2 separate regions of the Capsicum annuum genome follow, and region 1 is linked to region 2. A link is a contact called in public Hi-C data. All regions are on one chromosome and are shown on one strand. The core of a region is the stretch at or near the end of the contact, and the rest is flanking DNA. Distances in the headings are between cores, read along the strand shown.

The links. Hi-C and Micro-C count contacts between places; a contact is called where the count stands out from the background.
Region 1: a Hi-C map of leaf shows a contact between it and region 2, with 2.4 times the contacts expected there. The contact joins the enhancer-like site here to the promoter of LOC107856468 in region 2. A contact is called at or near these places in 2 of 5 Hi-C or Micro-C datasets (leaf and placenta).

The regions. Positions count from the first base shown.
Region 1 is chr1:55,312,273-55,315,931 of UCD10Xv1.1, forward strand. No RefSeq gene overlaps it. Among protein-coding and RNA genes, the nearest start is that of LOC107875488, 59 kb to the right of the region's middle. Within about 2 kb of position 2,354, at least 1 of the 5 cell types and tissues checked has an H3K27ac peak or open chromatin away from gene starts, as enhancers often do. A contact at or near this core is called in leaf, where this site is marked.
Region 2 is chr1:55,042,435-55,045,976 of UCD10Xv1.1, forward strand. LOC107856468 (CBL-interacting serine/threonine-protein kinase 3) reads right to left here and starts at 1,357. Exons shown (of 15, transcript XM_047394489.1): 1 at 1,186-1,357.

The DNA of each region.
Region 1 (3,659 bases), core at 1,104-3,603, 270 kb after region 2:
GTGTTTATATCGTGCTTTATAGCCATTCAGTGCTGGCGGGTTATGAACACCTTATACAAGGCCAAGTTAAAGTGTCCAAGTGAATTATGAAAACAAGTTTAGAAGTCCATCTATGACTTAAGTCTAAAAAATAAAAATTTGAAATTTAAAATTATGAGCCACTAATGAAAATTAGAAAAATAAAGAAACTTGAATAATGAGAAAGGGAGAAGAAAGTGTTTACCTTCTTCTTGTAGTGATGCTGTCGTATTCGATACATACCATTAGGGGTGTACATAGGTCGGGTTGGTTCGTTTTTTATTAAAATATAATCAAACCAATAATGTCGATTTTCTAAATCTATAAACCAAATCAAACCAATATACAATCAGTTTTTTTATTTCGATTTTAGTCGGGTTTTTTCGATTTTTTGGTTTTCTCAATTTTTTTACAATTATAATGTGATTAACGAAGAAAATTAAATGTTTTCACTAAAAAAATTAAAAAAAACAATGGTCATAGAGTAGTTCCAATAAAAATTAAGTTGGCAAATTACTAAGACATCTAAATTACTATCTCTCAAAGTAATATTATGTGGATACCCAAGTAGTTCAATTTCTAAATCATTAGTCACAGTAGCTTGTCTGAAAGTTTCATTCACATAAAATGTGAGCATACAAAAGAACGAATAATTAGAGACAACTTATTAAAAACTTAACTCCATAAAATAATTAATTATAATATAATTCCATAAAAAAAAGAGAAAGAAGAGAAACAAATTTAAATCACAACTTGACGAATGAGAAAAGTAAGATAAAAGTAAGATGAGGAAATAATGAGAATTTTCTGAAAACTTGGAAAGTAAAATGTAAAAAGTGAAGCAATTAAAGAGTTTTAGGTTTTTATATTAATATTGGATTTTGTATTAATTTGTTATTAATAGAAATATACTATAATTAAAGGCCCAAGAATATATATCTATTTTCTGAATATAAAAAAAATAATAAAAGTAATTTGAAAGTAGATTATAAGTATTATTTTTTTATGTATGAAAAATTAAAATTATATATGTATTAGTTTGGTTAGGTTTGGGTTCGGTTTGATTTTATTTTTGCTAATACCAAACCAAACCAAGAATGATCGTTTTTTATTTTGTCAACACCAAACCAATCAAACCAAATCATAAGTTGGTTTTTTTTTTGGTTTGATTTAATTCGTCGGTTCGATTTGACTTAATGGTTCGATTTGTACACCCCTGCCTACCATAAAGGTGTCAAACGTTGAAAGCTACGAAGTACAACAAAGGTATTGAAAAGCTTTTGTTTGGAAGACAAAAGGTTTTTGTTTGAAATATTTTAATAAAAAGTGTTGGACTAATGTTAAATACTGTGAAAGTTTGACATTTTAGTTTTTTCTTTTTAATTTGTAAAAGGTTCAAGGCTTACGCCCAAGAATAAAGGCGTGCCTCACGCTTAGGCGTTCATCTTTGGAGACTTTTTTCTACTCAAAGTGTCTCGATGAGTTTTTTACTTTGCCTTGCCCAAATGCAAGCCCCTAGGTGCGTCTCAGACCGCCTTTTAAAATACATTTTTTTTTGGTTTTTCATTTGGGTTTGGTATCCGCACTGGAGTCCGACTAATTCGAATTCGCGCCGCGTAGGACCCCATTTGGGGGAAGTGCTCCCTACCAAGAATTTTTCCATACCTAGGACTCGAACCCGAAACTTCTAATTAAGGAAAAGCAACCTCATCCGCTGCACTACATGATGCCTTTTAAAATACATTATTCTCTATATAATATATAAAGATTCTACGAACTGGATGCCATCGATGAATTTCTTAAAATTCATTTAAAGCATAAATAGATAACCTTTAAGGAAGTTATTATAAAATCTACCCCGTTTTAAATATTTATATAATGATGCATTGGGCATATTTTATAAAGTTCTCACCTTTTTTTTAATTTTTTTTTCAATTATTTAAATAGAATTTTGAGTTTTGATTGCTATATTTTTTATATGAACAAATTATTTTATTACCGAATAAATATGGTGATATTTTTCTCTTCTAAAATGAACAAACTATTATATTCTCATTATGTACTTACCTATGAAATTGAAGAGGAGGAAAGGGGGAGGGGAGGCGCGTTTGTGAGTTGACCCTTTTTAATAATAACGTTTCAGCACAGTTGATTAAGTGCATGCCTTAGTCGACTGAACTCCTGCAATCAAAAGTTAGCAGCAAAAAGAGAATGCAAATGAGTCGAAAGTAAATGAGACAGAAGAATTTTATACCGGTTCAAAATTATCAATGTGGTGTCTACTTTCAGTCCCTTGAATTAGATGGATTTTCTTTAGAGGTTTAATCCTTTGGCCTTGTACAGATCGTGTTGTACTGCAGTGTTCATTAGAACATAACTTTGTTCCAACCAATTGTGACAGCCTCTACTCGTACAGCTCTCTAATTTTCACTCCTTTTTTTTTTTCTCACAAGTAATCAAACAATGAATGCAAGAATAAACATTCAAATTCAAGGGTTCAGATGAAGTTGTACACTTTCCCTAACACAGAGAGATAATATTAATAGGCTTGAACAGAGAGAGAGCCGTTGAGGTGTCAATGTTGATTTGAATATAGAGAGCCATTTGAGGTGTCTTTAATGCTTGATTAGAGATTTGATTTCCTTCCTTGATTTTAGGGAATTGGAATTTCCTTTTTTCGATCCAGCTCTTTAAAAAGGGTAACCAAGGGATGTTTGCTAATCTTGGGAGTAGTAGTATCCTCAAGATTGACTGTACACGTCCATATCAGATACCACCGTGTATATATTCCTTTCATTCTTAGCCTTGATTCTTGCGCCCTTCCTTTCCTTGTGTCAAGAAGAGAGATATTTTCTTGCCTTATAAGTTTCCTTGGTTATTGGAGTATTCTTGGCGATTAGGTTGATTTCCTTTGTTATGTATGCGGATTTTTCTTTCTTTTCGGAGGCTTTGATTCTTTTACTTCTTTCCTCGTTTGATGTCGGGATGGTCCACTTCCTTGATGAGACTTCCTTTTTGATGTGCCTAATTATTTTCATCATTAAAAAGAGTTAGTTCTATCAACTAAAAGGTGTGTGTGTGTTAGTGAGATATTTTTTGATAATATAGAAGGTAACAAGTGTATTTAAAAAACTCAATTAAGATTGTAAGAGAGAAAACTTTAATTTTTCAATGACAATGGAAAATTAATATTTAAAGTAAAATTGGGCTTGCAAATAATTTGAACAGTTAAGACATATGAGTCTTATGTGACCTTCAATTCATGTCCAATGTGGCGTCCTGCATATATTACATCACATAGGATGCGTGTGTCTATTTGCTCAACTTTATATATCTACTTGTGCACGTCAAAGTTTGAGAATATAAATGTCAGTTGCCAAGTTAAAGGTCAGTTTATATATTTATGCCAAACGAAAACATAACGTTTTGGTGAAACAGGTTGGAGATTATGAAACAACCATAATACTAGAACGGGTGTATCAAATGCTAGTTGAATTGTATGTTAATAATAGGAAACCAGATTCTGTGAGTTTAATATCAAAACATAGTCTACTTCAAATATGGGTACCAGAAGCAAACCACAAGACCCTTTCAGCTAAGGGAATATTGAGTCGTTCATAGCATTAGTATACCTTCCCTAT
Region 2 (3,542 bases), core at 107-2,606:
TGAGAACCAAAGGTGACAACACCAGTTTAGCAAATTAAGTCATATATAATATACATTTATTGGAAATTAGTACTAAAAAATTCTAGAGAGAATAAAAAGCAAAGAATTATTGGGGCAATCAATGATCCAACCACCTTTTAACTTTTTGGATTATAATCAGCAATAAACCACCCTTTAGTCACAGCTTCGATAAAATTCAGTAGTATTATATCAAATCCTATAATTATGTTAAACAATTCATTTGATACTTATAAATAATATATTAATGATATCCAACCACGTCTTTTAACTTTTTAGCTTATAATCATTAGAGTAATCCAGCTAGAAATGAATCTACTCCCTCCGTCTCATTTTACTGTTCCAATTTAACATTGAGACATTGATTAAGAAACACAGTTAATAACATGATTACTTTACCATAATATCCTATTAAATGATATTTATATTTTAATTTGTAAAAAAAAATTAATACTACGGGTAAAAAAAAAAAAAAATTATCTTGGTAGAAATAACAAGTAAAATGAAAAATTAAATTAAGAAATTTGAGACGAATAAAATAAAACGTAGGGAGTGAACACGGGCAGAGCCCCCTTACTTAAGAGTTCGACAAAATTGAGTATCTTTAGCTCAAATCTATGATTTTGTTAAGAATTCATTCGATGTATATAAATAATATATCAAGAACTCAATAAATAAAAAAATTATAATTCAGAATTCATAAACTAAAAATCTGACCCCTCACCTACGCTTTACAACATAATATCCTCAGCTTTTTAGAGGATCTTCACCCAAAAAATGAAAAAAAAGAAAAGGGAAAAAAAGGCAAGAATCTTCAACAACTGATCCCACAAATTCTGACACACAAAGAAAAAGAAAAGAAAACACTCACCACCCACCCCAACCCCAACCCCCAAGAGAAAAGAATTCATTCAACAAGAAAATAAGCTTCAAATACTAAGTTACCAAGTTTCAGAATTTTGCATTCAAAAGCAGTAAAAAGTTGAAATTTTTTTGATGATTTATCAAGAAAGAGAACTCCAACAGAATCAAAATTTGAAGTCCAACTAACTAATACTTATGACATAAACGTTCTTGAAAACTTCAAAAAAGGAAACTTCTAAAACTTTTTATCAATGAAACAAAGTTCACAAGGCAAAAAGCAAGAAAAGAGGAAAAAAGACATACACTTATGAGTTGGACAGAGCAAATTTCAGTGGAACACAATAAAAACAGAGCAATCAAATCTTGAAATTCAGCTTATCAAATGTTTTTTTCTGCCTCCACTAAATCAAACAGTTCTCACGAAATTTCTGAAAGTGTAGTTTTTGTATCACAGCCACAAGTATATAAATGGTCTTTTAATAATTTTATATATACTTATTGCTATATGTGTTTTAAAAAGGATGATATATAGTTTCTTTTAGACTATTTTAAAAAGATGATTTTATTTTTAATAATATTTTAATTTTAATTTTACATAATATATTTAAAATTACTAGACTAAATATATTTATTATAATTTTAATTAAAAATTATAAAATTTTAAAAAATTATTTACTTAAACTCTATAATAAATTAAAAGCATATTATTTAAAAAAAAAAAAAAACTGGAGAAAACATCATTATTATTATTTAGTTGAAAAATGATTTTTTTCCTTTTTTTTTTTTAAACAAATTTGTGACTTTATTGCAAATGAAAATTAGGTAGTAGCTTACACACTCAGACCCAGACCAATTGTCCAAGAGCAAAAAATAGTGGAAAAATGATTAGGTTGTAGATAAGTATACACAAAAATAGACTCAATTATTTATTGACAAAAATAGAATGTGTGGACACTCCCTTACCGATGTCATTACATTCCAATTTCATGTTTTTCTCGTCTTTTTACGCCCGAGTAATAAAGTTGTTTGAATAGATTCCGGACCTAATTCATACCTTTAAAAACTAGTTTAAAGATACTAGGATAATAACATATTCAGTAAGATTTGAGAGTATTTAATGAAATTCTATAAATAAAATTTGAAAGGATAGAATATATATAAATGAAATGATAATAATATATTAAGTAAATTAAAATTCTATAAATGAGATTTGAAAGAATAAAGTATATTTAAATTTTAACTACTATCTCATAAACTATAGAGAAATATTTTTAAAAAGATCCTTGATTTAAGTGAAATAAATAAAAATATAACGAAATAGGTAACAATAAAGAAAAATATAACAATTACAGGAGGACTTTCTAAATTATATAAGGAATTCATAAATCTCATCCTAATTCACAGGGCTCTTGTTCATTAAGCCACGTAGGCGATTATTTAAGGCCTTAAAATCATGAAGGCCCCATATTTTTGTGTAAAAAAAATATGGATATTACAATCTTTTATTAGCACAAAAAAAAAAAAACTCATATTTTTTGGAGAAAAAAATCAAATAGAGTACATGAAATTTTTTTAGCACAAAAAAAACACCTTATTATTATTAGGATGTGACCATTTGAGTCATGAGATTCTAATTCGTGATAATCATTCTGATATTCTTTATTTAGATTTTTTTTTTTTTGAATTAAAGTGTTAATTAAGAGAAATGGTAAAAGTAGAAGATAACAATGAAATTGATGTACACAAATAGATTGGAAAATGACTTGATTCATTTCCTATTGCATATATTGATTATAAAATAATGTTGATGATTCTTGTTACGATTGTCTCAATCGAAGAAATTACTAGTATATATATATATATAAAGATGAAAAAAATTGTGCGTATTAAAGTGGAAAGTATAAAGAAAAAGATAATATGAGTAGTATAGACACAGAGATACAAGAGATAATCTACAGTCTAAATAGTTTTAAACTTTACATATTAAACAAGTCTTAAATATTAGTAAGAACAGTCTGTGAGACTATAATAAAATTCTATCAGAAAATTAAAAAAAAAAAAGAAGAGTAGTAAACGAAGGTGGCTGAATTTATCAGATGTCACTTCAATTTATAACATTGTGCTAGAACATATTAAAGGTAAAGATAATAACTTAGCAGATCAGCTTAGCAGATTTATTATACGAACCAACTAACGATTCTTGTTTCAGTATGCATGCAAGAAAAGGTAAAGGCAAGGCCTCAGCCTTGCCTTTCCAAAACCATTATCTAAAGACATTGTTAAGTAATACTCATTTCAGACCACATACATTGTTAGAACATCCAAAATTGAAAAGGGATGATTTTCGGATTGCACAGTTTGATAAGCTATAAGCCATCTAACCTGACTTTCAGACTGAAGCCAAACGTACGAGTAGATAAGCAACAGATATGCCTGATAGACAATCTATGGATATCTTATAATAAGATACCCAGAGACAATAGCTATTTTATTTCAGTTCTTAATGCTTTAAGTTATTATTTCACCGAAAAGAATTCAACTAACAGATTCAGATTCTATGTTGTTATTAAAGGACAAACACATGAGTATTCCAAACGTGGACAGAAGTAATAGACTATATTAAAGGGCAGACAACAACTTTGTTTAAAGGTTTCAACGAC